2 separate regions of the Pan troglodytes genome follow, and region 1 is linked to region 2. Evidence: chromatin contacts called from public HiChIP or PLAC-seq data. All regions are on one chromosome and are shown on one strand. Each heading gives the region's core, a stretch centred on a gene start, on an enhancer-like site or on the middle of the called end of the contact. The rest is flanking DNA. Distances are from core to core; before and after follow the strand shown. Region 1 holds the start of MARVELD2 (MARVEL domain containing 2). Region 2 holds the start of LOC461830 (general transcription factor IIH subunit 2).

Region 1 (5,263 bases), core at 1,003-3,502, 140 kb before region 2:
GTGTGATGGTGCCTGCGTGTAATCCCCGCTACTCCAGAGGCTGAGACAGGAGAATCGCTTGAACCTGAAGCGGAGGTTGCAGTGAGCCAAGATCGTGCTACTGCCCTGTAGCCTGGGCGACAGAGCAAGACTGTCTCAAAAAAAAAAAAAGATGACAGTAATAGCTCATTATGTTAATTTTCATTTTTAAAATTTCAAATTAGATTTAACAATTTAGGAACCATTTGTATTTGTTTTATAAGTTGTCCATGTTTGTGCCCATTTTTCTATTATATTTCATTTTTTCCTTTTTAATTTGTAAAAATTCTTTACTGAAGGCTGGGTGTGGTGGCTCATACTTGTAATCCCCGCACTTTGGGAGGCGGAGGCAGGTGGATCACCTGAGTTCGGGAGTTCAAGATTACCCTGGCCAACATGGTGAAACCCCATCTCTACTAAAAATACAAATTAGTTGGGCATGGTGGCATGTGCCTGTAATCCCAGCTACTTGGGAGGCTGAGGCAGGAGAATCGCTTGAACCTGGGAGGCAGAGGTTGCAGTAAACTGAGATTGCACCACTGCACTCCAGCCTGGGCGATAGAGAAAGACAGTCTCAATAAAAAAAAAAAAAGAAAAATTCTTTACTGAAGACATTCTTTCTTTTTATTTTTAGGTGTTTTTGTTGTTGTGGTTTGGTTTGGTTTTTTTGTTTGTTTGTTTGTTTTTTGTTTGGAGACAGAGTCTTGCTCTGTCGTCCAGGCTGGAGTTCAGTGGCACGAGCTTGGCTCACTGCAACTTCTGCCTCCTGGGTTCAAACAATTCTCCTGCCTCAGCCTCCTGAGTAGCTGGGATTACAGACGCGTGCCACCACGCCTGGCTAATTTTTCTATTTTCAATAGAGATGGGTTTTCGCCATGTTGGCCAGGCTGGTCTTGAACCCCTGGCCTCAAGCGATCTGCCTGCCTTGGCCTCCCACAGTGCTGATAGTACAGGCATGAGCCACCGTGTTCAGCTCCTTTTTGTATTTTAAGTTGTAGGAACTTATTCAGTTTGTCATTTACCTTGTAGTTTTGTTTTTATAGTTAAAGGGACTAGCTAAACAGCACAATGTAGGTAAATGAAAGATGGCTTCATAATCATCACACTCATGGTGTAATTTAAAAATCTTCTCCTTTGGTTCTTATTAATGCCTGCACTGTGAATCTGACAGATTGAAAATGGAAGCCCTGACTGACAGGGAACATGGAATGATAGACCCTGGCAGCGGAGATGAAGCCCAGCTTAATGGAGGACATTCTGCAGAGGAATCTCTGGGTGAACCCACTCAAGCCACTGCGCCGGAAACCTGGTCTCTTCCTTTGAGTCAGAATAGTGCCAGTGAACTGCCTGCTAGCCAGCCCCAGCCCTTTTCAGCCCAAGGAGACATGGAAGAAAACATAATAATAGAAGACTACGAGAGTGATGGGACATAGAAGCCAGCCTGCTAATCAGATTGCTACTTCACAGCTTCATTTTTGTTTCATTCAGTGGTACTTCAGCAGAGTTAATATGCTTTTCTGATGAATTACACAACAGTTTGTTAATTCTTCATTCTTGTAGTATTTCATCACAAGAAACCTACTCTTCTGTCATCTTGAAGTAAATAGAAGATCAAGCCTTCAAATCTCTTAATTTTTTCGGTATTAAAGCTGTGAGTGGTTTAAGGAGCGGTCAGTGTGTATAAAGTGTGTTTGAACATTATGCCAAATATCAAAATGTGAAGGACTAATTCAGGATGCAAAAACGTTATTGGGGGGTTGTAAATATCAACTATTCAACAGTTTAGGATGCAATTACGAGTGTAAACTGTGTGCCTTATTTACACTTTATTGTCTCCCACTTCTCAGATAGTTTTGATGTGTTGTACAGTGGAATATCTTAGATACTTTTTGGAAAGTATTTACATAAGTTATATCACAATTAAAATGTTGAATTTAATTTTGTTTTTCCTGTCTTTTAACATTATCTAGCACGCACTGTCTGCCATGGGTCCTTAGGCACAGTGCACCAATCTCCCTCCCCCATTGTCAAACTTTTCAAAAGATAGGGAAGAGGATGACAGCTTTGCGATGAGAACTGTAAACTGTCTTTCCAAAAGAGCCCAGTGTGTAGTCATTGCCGCGAGGTGCCGGCTGGTGGCACCGAGCAGCCTGGGCCCAGAGCGGTTGTCGGGCCGACAGATCCGGGCGGGGCAAAGCCGGGCGGGGAAAGCTGGGCTCGTCCCGTCCCGGCCCCGCCCCCACCCCGGGAGCCCGATACCGGTTTCAGAGTCCTGGGCGGCGTGCGCGCTCTTCCTGGCGGCTGCGCAGGTAAGTGGGACCGGGGTGGGGCCACGTGACCGGGAGAGGAGGGCCCGGCGGCCCCCGGCCCAGGTGTGCGGGGACGGAGGGGTGCCCGCGCTCGGCGCTCAGCCTGCCATAGCCCGCGGGGGAGGCCGGAGCCAGGGATCCGGGGAGGCCCGCGTCCCGCCAGGTTTCGCTCTGCGGACGCAGGTGCGGCCGAGCCGCCGTCCTTCCGGGCGCGGGGCGGGGCGCGCACCTCGGGGCGATCCCGGTGCTCCTTACCTGGAAGGTCTCCCGGCTTAGTTTCGGCCTCGTTGGGGCGGAATCTCCAAAGACAGTGGGTTTCAGCCAGAAACGCGAAGACGAACGCCTTGCCGGCGCGGGCAGAACCGAGGACACAATGAGATTTGTGGGACCGGGCGCACAGAGGCTGGCGCGGGGGAGACCCCACAGCGAAAATGCTCGGTACCCCCGGGCAGTCGTGGGTTAGTTAGAACCGCGAGCCTTTCCCGACCCCTCGGAAGCGCAGAAGTGTCCGAAATCTACCCGTTTCTTGGGTCCAGCAAAACTTTTAAGCCAGGTAAACCGGTGGTTCTGTTTGTGTAAAGGTGACCAGGCATGATTCCTGTGACATTTTGCTGGGGGAGCCATTTCTCCTGCCATTGCCGCGGCTTTCCAAGATGAGTGTCCAAGAGTGGAGTAAGGGTCCGGGGCCTGAGCAGGACAAAGACACGCTGCCGCGACCTGCGGGACCAGAACGAACTCTCAGTGACATCCTGAAAGACTTAGGGGTATCCAGATATTTAAGATGTAATGAAATACAGCTAACCATTCCCTTCTAAAAATCACATTATCTTGCTTTTCCACAACTCTTTAATAATTGCTTGTTTTTTCTTTAAAAATGGATAGGGTGGTTTGATTCAAATAAGCCACTTCACAGGTGAAGAGTTAAATCCATTACAGTGAATCGTATTTTTACCAGTGAGTTGAATTAAGCATAGCGTATCCTGTAAATGCTGTGTAAAACTTGCTAAAATCATTTGTTGTGCTTTTGCTTCTACATTTCTTAGGAATGTGTTTCAAAAACTAGAGTCGTAATAGCATTTCTAGAACTTACACTTTTTTAGAGAAAGAAAGAGAAAGGTACAAAAATAACTGATTGTTATAATATACAGAGCGGCTTTGCATTGGGCACCCTGCTGGGGCCATCACAGTTAATCCTCTAAGGTCGGAGTGCCCTATTAGAAGACCCTGGGTTTCCACCCCATTCCCTTGTCTCCAGTCTGTACATACCCTGTGTGCCTTGCTTGCCCTCTTAACGTCTCTACCTGGATTTTTAACGCATCTGAAACACTCTTCAGTCTGCTGCTCCCCAAGGCTAAGCTGGAGGGGTGGAGAATGAGGTACAGATAGATAAAATGATCAGATGTCTGGGGTTTACTTCAGAGGACTCTATTGGCAGAGGAAATAGTATGGGGAGTATAAATGAAACAAGTTTGGCCGTAAATCGATAAGTGTAGAAGCTGGATGTGGGTACACAAGGGTTCATAATGCTATTCTTTCTACTTTTTATTATGTTTGAAAAATTCTATAATAAAAATTTTAAATACCTGTCTAGCATTTGACCTCTTCTCAAGATCTCAGTGATCCATTGGATTATTTCAATGGCCTAGCCAGTCTTCCTGTTTTACCTCTTGCCTTCTGGAGTGTACTCTCAACACAGCATCCATAGTGATACTGTTAAAACAAGTCAAATCATGTCACTCCTTTATTCAGAATCCTCCAGTGGCTTCTCATCTCACTCCTAGCAAAAGACAAAGTCCTTTCTTTCCAGTGGTTTTCAAGGCCCTACATGATTCAGATGGCCTCAGTTCTACTATTCACCTTCTTACCCACTTTGCTGCTGCCACAGTAGCTTCCATGCCTAAATATTTCTTGAACATACCAGGCACTCCTGCTTCAGGGCATTTGCGCTAGCTATTCCATCTGCCTGAACACTTGTCCCTGATAATGGCCTGGCTTCCTCCTTCACCTTCAGTTCTATACTCAGATATCCCTTTCTCTATGAAGATTTCCCTGCCCGCTCGGTTTAAGATGGTAACATCCTGTCCCCATTGCAGTCTTTACCCCCTTTCTCAACTTTGTTCTTTAGCATACTGTATATTTCATTTATCTATCATCTGTCAATCTGCCCGGCACTCCCCCGGTTAAAGCATCATGAAGGCAAGGATTTCAGTGTGGTTTGTCCACCAGTATACTTTCAGCATGCCTGGTGCAAGGCAGGTTAAATGAAGGGTCTTCGTTTTCCAAAGTAAAATAAAATAAAGCCTTAGGAATTTCCAAATTGTTCAACAGTATAAAGATGGGGTTATCAGACCAGGTGCAGTGGCTAACGCTTGTAATCCCAGCACTTTGGGTGGCCAAGGCAGGAGGATCGCTTGAGCCCAGGAGTTCAAGACCAGCCTAGGCAACATAGTGATACTTAATGTCTACTAAAAATTTTAAAGAATTAGCGGCCGAGCGTGGTGGCTCACACCTGTAATCCCAGCACTTTGGGAGGCCGAGGCGGGTGGAGTATGAGGTCAGGAGATCAAGACCATCCTGGCTAACATGGTCCCCATCTCTACTAAAAATACAAAAAATTAGCCGGGCGTGGTGGCGAGCACCTGTAGTCCCAGCTACTTGGGAGGCTGAGGCAGGAGAATGGCGTGAACCTGGGAGGCGGAGCTTGCAGTGAGCCGAGATGGCACCACTGCACTACAGCCTGGGCGACAGAGTGAGACTCTGTCTCAAAAAAAAAAAAGAATTAGCTGGGTATGGTGGCATGCACCTGTAGTCCCAGCTACTCAGGAGGCTGAGGCAGCTGGAGTGCTTGAGCCAGGGAGATTGAGGCTGCGGTGAGCTATGATTGTGCTCCTATGCTCTGGCCTGGGAAACAGAGTGAGACCCTGTCTTAAAAATAT
Region 2 (4,729 bases), core at 1,254-3,753:
TTTACTTATCAAGATCACGATTGTTAGATACTGTTGTCAATTACAGAGGTTTTAGATGAGGCTTTCTGGAATGATTTAGTTTCCCTGTAAGGGAGCCTGTCTATTGGAATAGACAGGTTCACTTCTCCCAGTCTTTCAAGTTGCATGCTTTTTATATCTGATTCCACTGGCTGAGCTGATTGTGAATGTCCTAACCCTGTTGATTGTGTCTGGCCACTCATGGGCAAAGAACAGATTATCCATTCTTTATAGTTGTCTTTTAGTTTTACAAGTTGAAAAAACATCTGAGTAGGTTAGATAATTTATTCTACCACTTTGTAAATGATTAGAATATGTCAGTCATAATCATGCCAAGAGATTATGGATTTATGCATATTTTGTTTTGCTGTAGTACCATTCCTAGTTGAATCTTAACATCCATGTCTAAAATCTATACAGAGCAAATATTACAGTTGGGAAAACTGTTTCAGTCTCCTCTCTTCGCAAATATGCTTTATATTTATTGGGGAGTCCTCTATCTTTTTCCTGGTTTTCCTTAAAGCCTTCCCAGGCTGATGGATAACAAACATATGCAAGAAACTTGGGGCTTGGGATTCCTCTAGGCTGTTTGTCCTAGAGGAATGCATCCCATCTTGCAAATAGGATGGTCAATTAAGATGGAAGGAAGCAAAAGTGTGGATAGGAAGGAAGGGCACAAAAGGAAAAGTGTGGAATTTGTGTGTGAGTCCTCTAATGAGGTCAAAGGTGGGAGGGAGGCAAGCATGGAAGCTTCCTGGCACTGCGATACTAATTTCCCCTCCTCTCCCTTTTAAAATCCTGTCTTCTGGGAGGAAATGAGACTGATTATGGAGTTCCCACTAAGCCCTGCAGGGTTGGTGGAGACAACCCCATTTTACACATTAGTTCATAGACTTGGGTTGTGACTTGCTTGAGGTCACCCAGCCAGTGTGTCAGAGCCTGATTTTAAATCCAGGGCTGTTCTTTACACTGCTATGCAAGATACCTTCTGTATATATTTTTGAGGGAGACAACAGAGATGGGAAAAAATTTTAACAATAAAGGCAATGGAGGGGATGAGTATGCTGATGGGGAAGGAAAGAGGCCCCAGCTTCTGCAGTTCCTTTGTGTTATTCCTAATCCTTTTCTCATCTGGGGGTGCACTGCCTCTCCATTTCTCAAGTATGGGAAATGCCAATAATTCCACTTGTGTTAATTGGCAGTCAGACAACTTGTCCAAAACTGAATTGATCTTACCCACCCCGCCAACATTTCAATAATTGCAACCCCAACCTTTCAGTTGCTCAGCTAAAGACTATGGAGGTATCCTTGATTCTTTTCTCATAACACACATCCAGTGTATTGGTAAGATTTAGAATTCAGTCACTTCTCACCAGCTGCTGGTCCAAGCCATCACAATTCCCCCAAAGTTCTTAACAGTGCTCACAGCCTCTCCTCCCCACCTTACCCATCTGATTGCAGCTGCCACCACTCATCCCCTGCTCACTCCTGCAGTCGTCAAAGACCCCAATGCATTTGTACCTCAGGGCCTTTGCACTTGCAGCTCTCTTTGTCTGAAGAGCTTTTCCCCTAGGTATCAGCAGGGTTAACACCCTTCCTCATTCAGGTCATGGCTTAACTGTCTTCCCAGTGAGGACTCCTCTGGCCACCCTATTTTATTTTTTGAGATGGAGTCTCTGTCACCCAGGCTGGAGTGCAAGGTTGGCTCACTGCAACCTGTGCCTCCTGGATTCAAGCGATTCTCCTGCCTCAACCTCCCGAGTAGCTGGGATTACAGGCGCCTGCCAGCACGCCCGGCTAATGTTTTTGTATTTTTAGTAGAGACGGAATTCACTATGTTGGCCAGGCTGGTCTCGAACTCCTGCCCTCCGATGATCCACCCCCGCTCGGCCTCCCAAATCACCATGCCTGGGATTACAGGCGTGAACCATCGCACCCGGCCTGGCCACCCTATTTTAAACTGCAAACTTTTCCTCTTCAATGCTTAGTTTTTCTCCACAGCATTATCACCATTTCATATAGTATATGTTTTTCTTCATACTGACTCCCCTTGGAGAAGGAAAACTCCACGAGAGCAATGATTTTTGTCAGTTTTTCATTGTTATTTCCTCAGTGCTTAGACATGCATCAGGCTCAAAGTAGATGCTCAATGTTTGCTGAATGAACAGCAAGAGCAACGGAGGAGTCCTGAAATACACAGCAAGAAGCAAGGATAACTCTGGCTTTACTTCTGTGGCCAGGGTCCTTCATCCCAACCTTTTAGAAGTAGAAAAACAAAATCGAGCTCCTCAGAACCCAGGTCGATGGCTGCAGAGCCTTCGACCTTCCGAGAGCGAATGGCGATCACTCTTTCCGGTTCTCTGCGAATTCCAGCTGGAACACCGTCCCTTTCCGCGCCCCAACTCAGCGGAGGGCATGCCCTGCACCCGAGCGCATGCCCTGCACCCGAGCGCCCCGCTCCGGCAGCTGCACTCTGCAGCATCCGGAACGTTTCGGCGTGGCCGCAGGGCGCGGCGGAATGACTTCCGGGGCGCCCCTAAAGCGGCGGAGAGGAGTGTCGGGCGGAGTTTCCGGCTGAGAGTCCTTCTAGCGGGGCCGGTGAGTCCGCGTGTGGAAGTCTGTGAGGCGCAGAGGTGGGGCAGGCCGTCTGGCTAGCTAGGCGGCTGGGAGCGTTTTCGTGGCGGGGAACGGAGGTTGAATTGCCCTGCCTGAGCTCATAGGGAAGGAGGATGTGAAGGAGCTTGTGAAGGCAGAGGAAGGTAACTTTCGTCTGGGGAGCCGCAGAGTAGGGAGGGAAGCTGCAGGCCGTCTCTCCCTAAGTAAAAGCGCGACTTTTAGAAATGATGGTTCAGGGTTCGAGTTTGTGACCCGCTTGAGAAAGTGACCAACCTCTGAGCCTGAATCCCATACCTGAAAAACAAGGACAGTAATCACCCTTGCCAGTTTCACATAGCTTGGTAAGGTGTGAAGAAAAGCTTCTTAAATTGGGATGTTTGGTGCTCTCATTTGTTGGCAGATAGCATTCCGAGCTCATGTAACGGGAATCACACCAGTAGGCTTATGCTGAGGAACGTGGATTGTTTGGGGTTGGATTCCAGGAAACAGATCACTTAAATTTTTTTTTTTTCTTCGAGACGGAGTCTCGCCCTGTCGCCAGGCTGGAGTGCAGCGGCGCAATCTCAGCTCACTGCAACCTCCACCTCCTGGGTTCAAGCGATTCTCCTTCCTCAGCCTCCCGAGTAGCTGGAACTACAGGCGCGCGCCACCACGCCCAGCTAATTTTTGTATTTTCAGTAGAGATGGGGTTTCACCATGTTGGCCAGGATGGTCTTGATTTCTTGACCTCGTGATCCTCCCGCCTCGGCCTCCCACAGTGCTGGGATTACAGGTGTGAGCCACCCACCTGGCCTTGCTGATATTTTTAAGAAGAAAATGGACTGTTGGGAAGTGACAGGCCGTTGGAGATCTTTACAAAGTCCATCTTCAGGATGCATGAATCCTTTAAACAGCATGCATGTTTACAATCAGACTTCCCATTGAACGTCTGCAGTTTTAGGGACCTTAATACCTCCTGTCCAGTCGGATTTCCCATTGCAGGCAGCTCTAATTAAGAAGTCCTTTTAGCCGGGCGTGGTGACTCATGCCTGTAATCCCAACACTTTGGAGGACCGAGGTGGGCGGACCAGTTGTGGTCAGGAATTCGAGACCAGGCCTGGCCAACAGGCTGGTGAAACCCCGTCTCTACTAAAAATAAAAAAGTTAGCTGTGGTGGCTTGTGCCTTAATCTCAGCTATTCGGGAGACAGAAGAGACAGTAGAATCGCTTGAACCCTGGAGGCGGAGGTTGCAGTGAGCTGAGATTGCGTCACTGCACTCCAAGCCTGGGCGACAGAGCAAGACTCTTGTCTCAAAAAAAAAAAAGAAAAAAAAGAATTCCTTTGGTATGGTCAGCCAAAAGTCTCTCAGTTGCTATTTATTTTTATATTTATAATATTTATTATATATTTATAATTATTTTATTTATTTTGAGATAGGGTCTCACTCTGTCACCCAGTCTGGAGTGCAGTAGTGAACATGACTCACTGTAGCCTCGACTCTCCTGGGCTCAAGCCATCCTCCCTCTTTTGCTTCCCAAGTAGCTGGGACTCAAGTACTCGCCACCTCGCCCAGCTAATTTTTTGATGTTTTGTAGAGACAAGGTTATTGCCCAGGCTGATCTGAGCGCCTAAACTCAAGCGATCCTTTTGACTTGGCCTCCCAAAGTGCTGGGATTACAGGTTTGAGCCACTGTGCCCTGCCAAGAATTTGAGTTTAAAAACGTTGAGAACGTTATGCGAGTTTTTCATTTTTGAAGTTCACAATACGTAACAGAAAACAGGGAGGAGCAAAATGTTCAGTTGAGGCTGGGTGCGGTGACTCACGCCTGTAATCTCAGCACTTTGGGAGGCCGAGGTGAGTGGGTCACCTGAGGTCAGGAGTTCGAGACCAGCCTGGCCACCATGGCGAAACCCCATTTCTACTAAAAACACAAAAGTTAGCCGGGTGTGGTGGTGGGCTCTCGTAATCCCAGCTACTCGGGAGGCTGAGGCAGGAGGATCACTTGAACTCGGAGGCGGAGGTTGCAGTGAGCTGAGATCACGCCATTGCACTCCAGCCTGGGTGGTGAGTGAAACTCTGTCTTAAAACAAAAAAAGAAACAAAAATATTCTGTT

The links. HiChIP or PLAC-seq counts read pairs in DNA pulled down with a chosen protein or histone mark.
Region 1: a contact with region 2 is called in an H3K4me3 HiChIP or PLAC-seq map of stem cell-derived excitatory neurons, with 4 times the contacts expected there. The contact joins the promoter of MARVELD2 here to the promoter of LOC461830 in region 2. A contact is called at or near these places in 2 of 7 Hi-C or Micro-C datasets (blood and stem cell-derived neural progenitor cells) and 1 of 1 datasets of contacts at active chromatin or transcription factors (stem cell-derived excitatory neurons).

What each region holds. Positions count from the first base shown.
Region 1 is chr4:45,233,206-45,238,468 of NHGRI_mPanTro3-v2.0_pri, reverse strand. MARVELD2 (MARVEL domain containing 2) reads left to right here and starts at 2,252. Exons shown (of 7, transcript XM_517724.9): 1 at 2,252-2,327. RAD17 (RAD17 checkpoint clamp loader component) reads left to right here. Exons shown (of 18, transcript XM_063810389.1): 18 at 1,190-1,956. The coding sequence ends at 1,451.
Region 2 is chr4:45,093,922-45,098,650 of NHGRI_mPanTro3-v2.0_pri, reverse strand. It overlaps LOC461830 (general transcription factor IIH subunit 2), which reads left to right and starts at 2,503. Exons shown (of 17, transcript XM_054685063.2): 1 at 2,503-2,616.